4 separate regions of the Sus scrofa genome follow, and regions 2, 3 and 4 are each linked to region 1. A link is a contact called in public HiChIP or PLAC-seq data. All regions are on one chromosome and are shown on one strand. The core of a region is the stretch at or near the end of the contact, and the rest is flanking DNA. Distances in the headings are between cores, read along the strand shown. Region 1 holds the start of CLK1 (CDC like kinase 1). Region 2 holds the start of CFLAR (CASP8 and FADD like apoptosis regulator). Region 3 has its middle 24 kb from the start of NDUFB3. Region 4 holds the start of AOX2 (aldehyde oxidase 2).

Region 1 (3,044 bases), core at 252-2,751:
CATCTTTTCATATCTAGAAGAGCACTAAAATCAGTAACAGAGATACCTGCTCCTTGTGACTAGCAGCAACCCTCTGCCAAGATGTGTGGTTGATTCCAAGTACCCACCTTCTTTAAAATCATAATACTGGAGTTTCCGTCGTGGCGCAGTGGTTAACAAATCCGACTAGGAACCATGAGGTTGCGGTTCGGTCCCTGCCCTTGCTCAGTGGGTTAACGGTCCAGCGTTGCCGTGAGCTGTGGTGTAGGTTGCAGACGCGGCTCGGATCCCGCGTTGCTGTGGCTCTGGCGTAGGCCGGTGGCTACAGCTCCGATTCGACCCCTAGCCTGGGAACCTCCATATGCCGCGGGAGCGGCCCAAGAAATAGCAACAACAACAACAACAAAAAAGACAAAAGACAAAAAAAAAAAAAAAATCATAATACTGACCTCTTCCCTACCTCTTCAGAGCAGTTCCTCAGAGCTTCCTTTTTTTTTTTTTTTTTTAATGTTTATGGCCAGGGTCGGCAATTACTTTGTTCTATCAAGTTGCAGCTTTATTTTTGTTATTCAGAGGTTGTTTCCAGATAATTCTGTCCTCTTTTGGAAGACATGTAGAAGTTTCATGGCCAAGCTGCTGCAGTGTCAGCCTGGATCCTAAACCCACTACACCACAAGGGAACTCCTCATTTGATTCTAGTTCCCATTTTCCGGCCATTTTTTTTTTTTAACCCACTATCAAAGATGTGCCTCAGGTATATATGATAAAGAAATGGAAGGAGTATAAGCCTTTCAATGGCGAGAAAAGAGTATGTCACAGCAGTGACATCAGATCCTTAAGCTGCTGAGCCACCAGGGAACTCCAAGAGAAGTCCAAATTTGTCTTCTCTTAATGATCTTTCAGTCCCCCCACCCCAACTCTTTAGTTTACTTGGCCTTTACACGCAGAGGCCTTGCTCCATGCGGAAGTGTTGCTATATTGTGAGGAGTCCCTCTCACATTTCTTCGCCTTTGAAAATCTCGGGAAAATCCTTCCAATCCAATTTCTGTCCGTGAGTCCCAGCCACTAAAATTTTAAATTGGTTTCAGAACCTTAGCAAAAGTCCAAATCCAGGCACGTCCTAATTTGGAACTATCTGATGAAGGTGGTGTAAATTTTTTAAAGCATTATTTTAGACGTTGTAACGCTATTTCGCACTCTGCTTCCTTCAGCTTCTCATTTCTAGCGTTCACAAATACAATTTTTAGTTGAGCATGGACGAGGCGCTCCTCCCCAACGCTTAAAACGTCTCCTCAGCCCAAACACAGAACAGAGACAACATGGCCGCGGTCACAGCTCCCTCTGCTCAACCTGGTTGCGGAGCTTCGAACCCGGCGCCTGCGCACACGTCCCCCGCCCCCCTCCCTGGGCGCCAGCTCAGCCCCACCCTTTGTGCAAGCCCCGCCCCACCCGGAGGCGGAGTGACGTTTGCAGCGTCATCTTGTTTTCCCGGAGAGCCCAGACGCTTCGGCAATCGGCTCCATTTTGTTGTTGGACCTTGTCGCAGCCAGCTGGGTGTTTTCCGTTGTCGCGTTGCAAGCATTGTCTCCTGAGGCTTGGACTTTTTGGCCTGGACGGTAAGATGCAGAAGGAAGCGGGCTGGGTGTCAGGGCCCCTTTTCTGTTTCCCGAGAGCGTCTGTGACGTTCCCCTTCAAGCTTGTTGGCCGTCTGCAGTCCTGCAGGGTGACCCCTTTTCCCCTCGCACCGCCCCCCACCGCGCTTCGGCTGCACAAAGGTGGACAGCTCGTCTTCTATGCTTTTCCGAGTCCGCCGCTGCGGATTTCTATTTGAACCGTGACGCTCCAGACCCTGGCGGAGGGTAGTGACAGTGTTTGTTAGGCGGAGAGAGCTCGAACGTGTGCCTTCCCTAGAGGGAGCAGGGATCCCGATCCCCGGCGCTCCGAGCGCCATGTCGGTGGCGCAGGCGTCGGCCGAGCTCTAAGATGGCGGCGGGGCGGAGGCGGCGAAGCTGCGGGCGGAGGGTGGCCGCCAGAACGGCGTTCTGGAATGTGCGTGAGACGCGCTCCTCTGAGGACCTTCGTTCGTAACAGAGGGAAAGAAGGAACACAGGGACCGGGTGTAAGACGGTCTCACTGTCCGCTCGAGTCTTAAAGTAATTCGAGGGGAAATGGCGAGTGTCTTTGCCGTCAGTGGCGTAAACAGAAAGCAGGTTTAGGAACTCGACGGAAGAGAAATGATGTGGCATATTTGGAGGAGCTTGTGAGAGAAGCCAGGCGGTCGGGCACAGGCTTGGGAGTTTCTCCCCCAGCCCACCCCCTTGGGAACAATTGGATCCCCTTAAGTTGTGTTTAGAGACGAGGTGGTGCCCGGGCGGTTAGTACTGCTGTGAACGGTAGTTGATGAAAAGTTTATCTCTAATGTCTTTTTCAAGTTGTTAGGGATTTTTGGTTCTGACATTTCTTTAGGGAAAATGGTTTACACCGATGGTTGTGTAAGTTGCTCGTAGGCTAAGCTAGGTGTTTCTCTCCTTTTGGAAGGGATTAGCAACGAAATTCTGCTGTGTAGCACTGGGAACTATGTCTAGTCACTTATGATGGAGCATGATAATGTGAGGAAAAAGAATGTATACGTGTATGTGTAACTGGGTCACCATGCTGTACAGTAGAAAAAAAATTGTATTGGGGAAATAATAAAAAAAAGTGATGCACATCTGAATGGGCGAGTTATATATAAAGTAAATGCGTGCTTCTGGCAGGAAAGGATTTTTCCCAAAGTTGATCAATTGGAATTCCCTTTTCTTTTTTCTTTTTCAGCCCTCTTTCAGTAAATCTGATCTTGGCATGTATAATGCAGGAATCTATGAGTAGAATTCAGACTCCAGATTTAGAGATAAAAATTTTTTTTTCGGTTTATCAAACAGTGATGATATGTGGGATACAGCTTAACTGGGAAAGATTTATCTTTTATATAGATGAGACACGCAAAGAGAGCTTATTGTCCTGATTGGGATGAAAAAGATTGGGATTATGAAAGATGGAAGAGCAGCAGCAGTAGTCATAAAAGA
Region 2 (3,044 bases), core at 338-2,837, 240 kb before region 1:
ACAGCCATACTTGTGAAATCAGCTATTATTATTCTTTGCTTTAGGAGTAGGAAAATGAAGGCCCAACCGATGGCAGTGGCTGGCTCAGCCTCAATGCCTTGTAACAGATGGTTCTGAGGCTTCAAACAGGCCTTTGGACCTCAAGCCTCAGACACGTCCCAAGGCCCACAGTGCTTTCAACTCGCTTTCATATAGTTTTTAATCATGCATGTCATCTCCAAATACATATTTTTAAAAAAAATTTTTTTAATTTTTTGGCCACCCCGCAGCATACAGAGTTCCAGGGTCAGGGATCAGATTTGAGCCACAGCTGTGGCAATGCTGGACCCCTTAACATACTGTGCCGGGCTGGGGATCGAACCTGCATCCTGGCACTGCAGAGTTGTCACCGATCCTGTTTCACCACAGCGGTAATTCAACATACACATGATTGATATAACTAAAGGCTGGTGAGAAAGGAATCACTAATTTAAGGTTACAAATTCTCTTTCTTTCCCACAGTGGCTTCTGTGCTCCTCTGAACCACCAAGAGCCTGCTGTGTGAACAGAAGGAAGGAACAGCTCAAGGGGACTCCAGCAGCCGTTCCTCTCTGGACTGAAGGGAACCTAGAGGTGGCTGATTGAGGGTATGTTCAATCTGGGGTCCCCAGCACCTGCATGAACAGGAACCTTACAGAAACGCACAGAAAGTGAGCCAACCCCACTAACTTCCTCAGCAGGGGAAAGACTGACCCATGGGGACTCAGGAGGGTTAACAAAGCTTTACAAAGGTCAGGAAGATTACTGTCAGACTTGTTATTTCCTTTCTCGGTGGGGAAATTGCCAGGCGCTGACATCACAGAAAATCAAGCTAGCAAAGAACACAGCAGATCTCGCAATCAGAAGCCATTTTAAGAGAACTAGCTCTTAGTCATTCCTTTCTCTCACCCCACTCTTCGGGCAAACCCATCCATCCAGCCCTTCTCCTTTCATTCAGTTGATTCTACCCAAGTACTTTAAGCAAACACGTCCCAAAAGTTCAAGGAGTTCAGAGGAATGAAGCAGCAGCAACACGGCAGTAGGAGCAGTGGGTTGAGAAAGGAATGCGGCTGCTGTTCCCCACTGTCCTCATTTCTATGATGCTCAAGTCCAGACCTCCTCCCTCCCTCCCACCAGTCCAGTCTCGGGAAGGGCTGAGGAATTACCTATAGTCTGAAATAAGATGAGGGTGCCTGAGCAGCTGGGCCTCCACTGTCCGTCTGTCCATCTTCAAGATCCTCTTGAGCAAGTCAAACCGCCTGACTCTGTAGAGCAGCTCAGCCAGGCTCACAAGAGACAGCTTTCCCCTCTCTCTTAAAATATCCAGAAGGTCCCTGACATTAAGTGGAACCACATCTGCAGCAATGTCTCGGCACAAAAAAAGAAGTATCTCCTTCTCATCTTCATCAAGTGCTTCTTCCACCTGATGGATGACCTCAGCCGACATTCTGTACAGTGTCATTCCAAGGAACGGCAGTAAGAGAAATCTAGTCCAGTCAACAGAAGCCCACGAGGGTACTGACTTCATTTCTGATGGTTTTCTTCATTTCTTTCAGAATCCTTTCCAATGGAGGAGTTCTGTGGTTAAAAGGGAATTTTTTTTTTTAAAAAAAAATCCTCCTATCAAAGTCACTAAAATTCCAGGTATAGGCCTTTCCTTTTCTTGTTGGTCTCCCTAATCTAGCAGGTTAAATTTCATACTGTTAAATCTATAGAAAGCGATCCTCTCAGTAGACAAAGCAACTGACCCCCAAACCAGAAGGGACGAAGAAGATAACACTATTTTTAAAGGAAATGAAACTAGCGACAAATCACCTCCCCAAAAATCCCACGTACTTTAACAGAATTTATTGAACACAAACTATGGTAAGGGGGAAATCACAGCTAGGGACTTAATGACTAAGTGGCAAATGGATGACCTTGGTGGAGGGCAGAGAAAAAGCCCAATGACTAAGCAGCTAACTGGATGAGAGAAGCTGAGATCACAGATAACTTCCCTTCCCTGACCCCCAAGTAGGCTTAAACAAATACGAATCTTAGCAAAGGGACCCCAGCAGGGCTTCAAAAAATGGTGGGAGAAAAGAGGTTTCTGTACCTACCCCACCCCATTTTTCCAGTTGTTCGACTTTGAAACCCCACATTCACACCTGCTGCCATCCTCCCAAAGTCCCCAGCCCTTTCCACAGCATCATCATGAATGCTCCTAGGACCTGCCACCACAGCTAAATGGGTCTTGTTAAGTTTGGATCACCTCTTCTGACCCTTGGAAGGGTCAGAAGCCCCCACTTACGTTACACTGCCGGACAACAATTATCACTAGAGTTCCTAACAGTGTAAATGGAAGGAAGGAGGTGAAGCCGAAGAGCTGGAGAAAGATCTGGGAACTGGGTGGGAGCAGTAGGGAATTCATGTCATGGGGTGAACTTCTCAACCTCTTCCATTGGAACACAATCTATTTTCTTTCAAAATTGGTTGTAAATGGTGGTCCCTGTCTAAAGTTTCATAGCTACATTTTATGGTAAATAATCTCTTATGTTCTGGGAGAGTACCTTGTCTGTTTCTACCACAGAAGCTTTCAGGTTAAAAGCTAATCTGAACAAAAAAATAATTGGAAACAGAACCCAGCTGTAAGTTAGCAACTTTCTGCTAACTGCTGCTACATATTTGTGTACAAGTATATTTATATATGTATCTAGCTAGATTTGGTGAAAGGAACACTGAAATCTATTTATTTTTGTACACAGTCTCAATTCACAAAAGATGAGGCATCTTACAGTAAAACGCATCAGGAGAATAAAAAATTTATATGAGAACAAGGGGGGAAATTAGGTTAGAAAGTCAAAATGAGGTAGATTAATAATGCAAATATGCAGGCCAGAAAGACTTAAACAGATTCTAGTAGACCTTCAATTTGCCTCAAGCTTCCTGGCAGTCAAAGCGAAAAGGGAAATATGGGACGTTAAATAGCTCTTGCTGCCAAAAACAAGAAAAATGAAACAGATTCTTAGAGGAACTACAATTTCCCT
Region 3 (3,044 bases), core at 330-2,829, 210 kb before region 1:
GGTGCAATCCCTGGCCTCACTTCAGTAGGTTAAGGATCCAGTGTTGCTCTGAGCTGTGGTGTAGGTCACAGACACAGCTCGGATCCCAAGTGGCTGTGGCTCTGGCATAGGCCACAGCTGTAGCTCCGATTCGACCCCTAGCCTGGGAACTTCCATAGCCCTCAAGGTGTGGCCCTAAAAAGGAAAAAAAAAAAAAGAAATTCAGAAAAAGTGCATGAAATATAGTACACACATTGATAAAAATTATACATCAAACATCTATGTCACCACCACCTGAAGCATAAAAATAGAAGCATCTCAGAGGCCTTCTGTGTGCCCCTCCCCACTCGTAACCCACTTCCTCCCCCTAGAGGTAACCACTGTCCCAACTTCACAGAGAATGATTTCCTTGACTTTGTAAGTTTTAGCACTTATATATGCATCTCTAAACAGTATAGCTTAGAGTTCCCTTCGTTGCTCAGTGGGTAACAAACCCGATTAGCATCCATGAGGATGTGGGTTCAATCCCTGGTCTCACTCAGTGGGTAAGGATCCTGCATTGCCAGGAGCTGTGGTGTAGGTCATAGATTTGGCTCGGATCCAGTGTGGCTATGGCTGTGGCTGTAGCCGGCTAGGGAACTTCCATATGCCGCAGGTTCAGCCCTACAAAGAGAAAAAAATTTTTATAAATAAACAGTATAGCTTGACAATTTTTGCACTCTATACGAACGAAAACAAACCGTATTCTTTTGTGACTTCCTTTTTATGTTCAGTATTATGTTCACTGAGATTCATTGTCTTCTATGTCAGTATAGTTAATTGGTTTTCATTACTGTCTACTACAAAATTCTGAGCATCTCAGTGTGTAATCTAGCTGAGCTATGTCCTTGGGAACCCCCATTGTCGGTATTTTCAGTTTTCCTTTTAAATTGGTCAGATATAGCAGAGATGACACTTCTCATCTCCTGCCTGCAGAGGAAAGGCCTGGTTTGGAGAGCTTCTAAAGTGGAGTAGGAAAAGATTGATGTTTTCTAATCCAGCTGACATACTTCATCTTAGTTGTATACCCTTGACCTGTTCCCTTTATTGAAATCCTTTCTTCCCTGGTTTCTAGGACATGGCTCTCTCCAGATTTATCTTCCACCTCTCAGATCTTTCCTTCTCCTTTCTTTACAGGCCCCCTTTCCTATGTTTGCCCCTTAAATATTGGTTATGTCTCTTGTCCCTCTTCTTTTGTCAACCAGGATTTAATTACCTCTTGTTCTAGTGATCATACATTCCTTTACTGTGTTTGTTTTGTTTTGTTTGGCTGCAGCCACAGCATGTGGAAGTTCCCTGGCCAGGAATCAATCCCACACCACAGCTATGACCCCAGCTGCTGCAGTGACAATGCCAGATCCTTAATCCACGTTGCCACAAGAGAACTCCACCTACTGTATTTTACTAGTTTCCATGTCCATCTGAGTTCCTGGCATGCTGAGCTTCTATCTGTCATCTGTCTTTGTGAAGCACTAAATGAACGTGTTGAGTACAGAATGTGACAGAGAGAGACAGTCAAGGTCGGAGGACAGAAAAATCATCAGGGCCCAAAGGCTACCAGCTGCTTCAGCAATGTCCCAGGCCTGGAGGAAGATGCTGACACAGATGGAGGTCAAGGCTAGGTACAGATGTATCATTTCTGTGTCATCCTGCTGCTGCTGCTTACTCGTGACAAACTACTTCCATGCTCTTACTCCATAGCAAGGAGCCCTTTCCCAACATGAAGTAAATGCTCAGGCACCCTAATTTTCCTTTCTTTATGATTGAACATTTTCTAATGAAATGTTAAGGCAGAAAATATTGCGCTATGTGTAAGAAGTCAGACACCAGGAGTTCCTGTTGTGACTCAGCAGAAATGAACCTGACTAGTATCCACGAAGATTAGGGTTCGATGATCCCTGGCCTTGCTCAGTGGGTTAAGGATCCAGCATTGCCATGAGCTGTGGTGTAGGTCACAGATGCAGCTCGGATCCCAAGTTGCTGTGGCTGTGGCATAGGCTCGCTGCTGCAGCTCTGATTTGACCCCTGGCCTGGAAACTTCCATATGTTGCAGGTGCCCCCCCAAAAAGCAAAATAAATAAATAAATAAAGTGGTAACTATCATTTTATCCTGAACATATTCACATGTCTCACCCCTTTTTTGCAGTGCCCACATCATGCGGAAGTTCCTGGTCCAGGGATCGAACATGATAAATAGCCTTAGACCAGTGATGTGAAATGACTGACCAATCAATCTGTCCTATCTAAGCTTTCCTTTTGTACAGGAACTGAATGAACTACAGACACAGTGTCTCTGGATCTTTGCCAGAATATGAAGTTTAGTGTCTGCTCTATTCTAGACTCCTTAAATGAATCGGATAAAATGTGAGATCCAGACTTAGGCAGTACCAGCTGTCACAAACTTTCATTCAGATGGCCCATCATTTACTGTCCAGAATTGTCTCATTTATTTTCTCTGCCTACCTGGCTTAATGATTCCATTGAATCTGACTTTATTTTATTTTATTTTTTTATGGACACACTCATGGCATATGAAAGTTCCTGAGCCAGGGAATGAATTTGAGGCTCAGTTGCAACCCGTGCCATGGGTGCAGTGATGCCAGATCTCCTTTAACCTACTGATCTGGTGGGAGATTGAGCCCACGCCTCTGCAGCAACACAAGAGGCTGCAACTGGATTTTTACCACACTGTTCCATCAATCCGATCCCCCTGAATTTTAATCTATGCACACATTCTTTGTAATTACACAATCCGTTTAGACAGGTTTTTCTGCCTTTGGCTTTCCACACTCTCTCCAGACCTGATTTGGTAAATGCCCTCTACCCCAGTTCTCAGGAGTTATGCCAGATTGGCCACCCACCATTCCTACCTGTTTTCCCATGAAAAATTTCTAAGAAATTTTAAGGGAATAGGTCTTAAAGTGTTTTTTTGTTTTTTGTTTGTTTGTTTTTGTTTTTTGGTCTTTCGTCTTTTAAGGGCCAGACTTGTGGCCTATGGAAGTTCCCAGGCCAGGTGTCAAATCAGA
Region 4 (3,044 bases), core at 219-2,718, 150 kb after region 1:
ATCTAACTGGAAGAGAAATTTCCATTTAGCAGTTTAATGTATTGCTAGTTTTGCCCAGTAATTTGTACTGCATTTGATACCAAGTGAGTGAGCCCTCAGAGAAAACCCCCATCCTTCTTTTCTTTTTCTTTTTTTTGTCTTTTTGTCTTTTTAGGGCTGTACCCTCGGCATATGGAGATTCCCAGGATAGGGGGTCTAATTGGAGCTATAACTGCCGGCCTACGCCAGAGCCACAGCAAGGCCAGATCCGAGCCGTGTCTGTGACCTACACCGCAGCTCATGGCAACACTGGATCCTTAACCCACCCTCATCTTTCCTAGTCGGATTTGTTTCCTCTGTGCCACGACAGGAACTCCATCCATCCTTATTTTCAAATCCCACCTTTGCTCCTGTTTGGTCCAATCGCAAGCCTCAGCCTCTGCCCCCTCTCTTTAGCCATCCTTCTCCCTCATTGTGGTCTATTTCCACCCAGTTTATGGATTGGATGTAACTACCTAGACTGGCTACAAACACTTCAGAATCATTGACTCTTTTTTTTTTTTCAAAGCCATATAGCTTGTTCACTGAAGTTAGGTCATAACCATAAATGCTTATCAGAGAGGTCTGTGAATGAGTGGAGTGGGTTGGGTATAACTGGAGAGCTTGTGCTCCACTTTAGACGACAGGGGAGTGGGTGGTGACCGACAGTCCCCCACTCAGCTCTAAGCAAGACCGCTGCCAGGCAGGAAGGACTATCTTCCCCTTGTTGCATGAGAAACTCCTATTTTTTAAATATGAGATTTCCTAATTTTCAAACAGTCACCATAAATTAAAAGCTGTGTAGGCTTTCCAATAAAGCTTGTAATTTCTATCTTTTGGGGGGGCTTCTCTGCGAGATCCATTCGATTTACCAATTAAGATAGGTTTGCCATCATGAAGATCTACATTTCAGAGTATAGAATGGTGGGGGGAAATCTGCGGTGAGAAAACAGATGTCGAGAAAGGCAATCTTTTCTTACGACAGGTGCTCTCCCTGAATCTGGAGATCTTGGTTGTCCTCCAGGGCAGGGGATGTGCAACACAAACCTCTATTGCATAATCACTCTCTTGGGGATCAGAAGGCCCTTAAAAGAATAATTAGTCCTGAAGTAAAGAGCTTAGCTTCTATTTCATGGCTATTAAATCGAGATATAAGGAAACTCTGGGGAAACTTTATCCTCTCCAAATAGCTCAATTAACTTAATATGCTTAGAACCAGTTCCAAAAGCAATTAGAGAGCAAGAGCCAAGGGGCCTGGCTGTGGGGGGTGGAAAGATCGGATTAATTCTGATAATCTCAGCTGGCCTAAATTTTAAGGCAAACATAAGACATGGCCAAGATGGATCAAAAGGGTCCAGTTCTTTCGTAGGAAGGTCAGCAGCGTGACTTCTGGGTCCGCATTCCTCTCGATCACCTGCGTTAGCAACAGAAAAGAGATGATGGTGGGCATGGAGTGGGTGACCCAGCGGAATGCCTGCCGTGGCCGGCATTCATTTGCCTCTTTTTTTGTGTGTGCTCTAAAGGCAACTTTTGCATATGTTCATAGAGTAGGAGACTCGCCGAGCAACTGTGCAACAACGCTCATCTACATGATGAGAGCTGGGAACCACCACAGTGTAAGATGCCCTGGGAGTTTCATTCTTCATGTTTGCTCCACTATCTAATTTTGTGGAGTCTTCCCACTCAGCCACGTCAGGCTTTTGTACTCTTGAAATGTTTCAAATTGGGGAAGGACTTGGATGCTGTGTGTGTGTGTGTGTGTGTGTCAGGGGGTTCTTGAGAGAAGAAGCTTGAGTAGGAAGAGTTTCAATTCTTTTTTTTTTAATTTTTTTTATTTAAAGGCTGCCTCCTTGGCATATGGAAGTTCCTGGGCCGGGGATCGAATCCGAGTCACAGCTGAGACCTATGCTGCAGCTATGGCAACACCAGATCCTTTAACCCATTGTGCCAGGCTGGGGATCGAACCTGTGCCTCCACAGTGACCAGAGCTGCTGCTGTTGGATTCTTAACCCACTGTGCCCCAGTGAGAACTCCAAGAATTAATATTCTGGCACTTCTGAGACAACTCCTGTGGGGAGCACATTTTGATAATATCAGGGATCCCAAGAATTGGTGGCAGAAAGGGGAAGCAGGGGAAGTGCTGCCACCCTGGTGTAGCCCCCGAGGATGCCAATCCCCTCATGGCAGCATGGTTAATGGTATGCTTTGTGAGCCCAGCTTGGAACCCACGGAGGTTCTGGAGGAACACGAGAATTCCTGCCTCCCTCAACTTGAAAAGTGGGAGATTTTGGGGTTCCATCATGGCACAGCGGAAACGAATCTGACTAGGAACCACGAGGTTTCGGGTTCGATCCCTCGCCTCGCGCAGTGGGTTAAGGATCCGGTGTTGCTGTGGCTGTGGTGGCTGCAGCTCTGCTTGGACCCCTAGCCTGGGAACCTCCATATGCCACGGGTGCGGCCCTAAAAAGGAAACAAAAAAGAAAGAAAGAAAGAAAGAAAAGTGGGGGATTTAGCACTCTTGAACCATGGAGGGGCCTTCCTTGGTGCGTCTTTCTTATTTGCTTGTTTCCTGTGACTTTGTCTTTGGGTGTCCTGCCAATATCTACAACCATTCTGATGCAACAGAGGGAGGGGAGCTACAGTGGGCTGTTCATGTGACATTCTTCTTTCTCCCCAGAAGAAAAACATGAACTTGTGTAGCCCTCAAAGAATAAAAAAAGTGCAGGAAGCTGTTTCCAAGTTGAGATATTGCAATTCAGCTGCTCTCTGGATCTCCAGGGGGCTGCTATCACTGCCAGAAGCAGCCTCCTCTGCCTGCCCTTACTCCTATCCCAAGTCCTTTGAAAGCATTTGATGAGAATGTGGTTGGATAATATTTGTATTATCTAGCTGACTCTACCCCTACCACACAGTCCGTATTTCCTCTAGCCCTTGACTTATTCCCTGTTCTGGCTGCAGCCGCTTCCTCCCGGGCTTATGAATCAGAAGGGATGTGGGACAGAACATAGAGCAAGGAGGTTCCAAAG

The links. HiChIP or PLAC-seq counts read pairs in DNA pulled down with a chosen protein or histone mark.
Region 2: an H3K27ac HiChIP or PLAC-seq map of alveolar macrophages shows a contact between it and region 1. The contact joins the promoter of CFLAR here to the promoter of CLK1 in region 1. A contact is called at or near these places in 1 of 5 promoter capture datasets (fetal liver), 3 of 47 Hi-C or Micro-C datasets (heart right ventricle, liver and skeletal muscle) and 2 of 2 datasets of contacts at active chromatin or transcription factors (alveolar macrophages and skeletal muscle).
Region 3: an H3K27ac HiChIP or PLAC-seq map of alveolar macrophages shows a contact between it and region 1. The contact joins the enhancer-like site here to the promoter of CLK1 in region 1. A contact is called at or near these places in 1 of 5 promoter capture datasets (fetal liver), 3 of 47 Hi-C or Micro-C datasets (heart right ventricle, liver and skeletal muscle) and 2 of 2 datasets of contacts at active chromatin or transcription factors (alveolar macrophages and skeletal muscle).
Region 4: a contact with region 1 is called in an H3K27ac HiChIP or PLAC-seq map of skeletal muscle. The contact joins the promoter of AOX2 here to the promoter of CLK1 in region 1. A contact is called at or near these places in 5 of 47 Hi-C or Micro-C datasets (heart right ventricle, omental adipose tissue, retroperitoneal adipose tissue and 1 more) and 2 of 2 datasets of contacts at active chromatin or transcription factors (alveolar macrophages and skeletal muscle).

What each region holds. Positions count from the first base shown.
Region 1 is chr15:104,560,599-104,563,642 of Sscrofa11.1, reverse strand. CLK1 (CDC like kinase 1) reads left to right here and starts at 1,501. Exons shown (of 13, transcript NM_001123099.1): 1 at 1,501-1,595; 2 at 2,952-3,044. The coding sequence starts at 2,952.
Region 2 is chr15:104,798,354-104,801,397 of Sscrofa11.1, reverse strand. It overlaps CFLAR (CASP8 and FADD like apoptosis regulator), which reads right to left and starts at 1,587. Exons shown (of 9, transcript NM_001001628.1): 1 at 1,185-1,587. The coding sequence starts at 1,480.
Region 3 is chr15:104,770,331-104,773,374 of Sscrofa11.1, reverse strand. No RefSeq gene overlaps it. Among named protein-coding and RNA genes, the nearest start is that of NDUFB3, 24 kb to the right of the region's middle. Within about 2 kb of position 1,579, at least 12 of the 83 cell types and tissues checked have an H3K27ac peak or open chromatin away from gene starts, as enhancers often do. A contact at or near this core is called in alveolar macrophages, liver and skeletal muscle, where this site is marked.
Region 4 is chr15:104,409,111-104,412,154 of Sscrofa11.1, reverse strand. It overlaps AOX2 (aldehyde oxidase 2), which reads right to left and starts at 1,468. Exons shown (of 35, transcript NM_001308472.1): 1 at 1,377-1,468. The coding sequence starts at 1,468.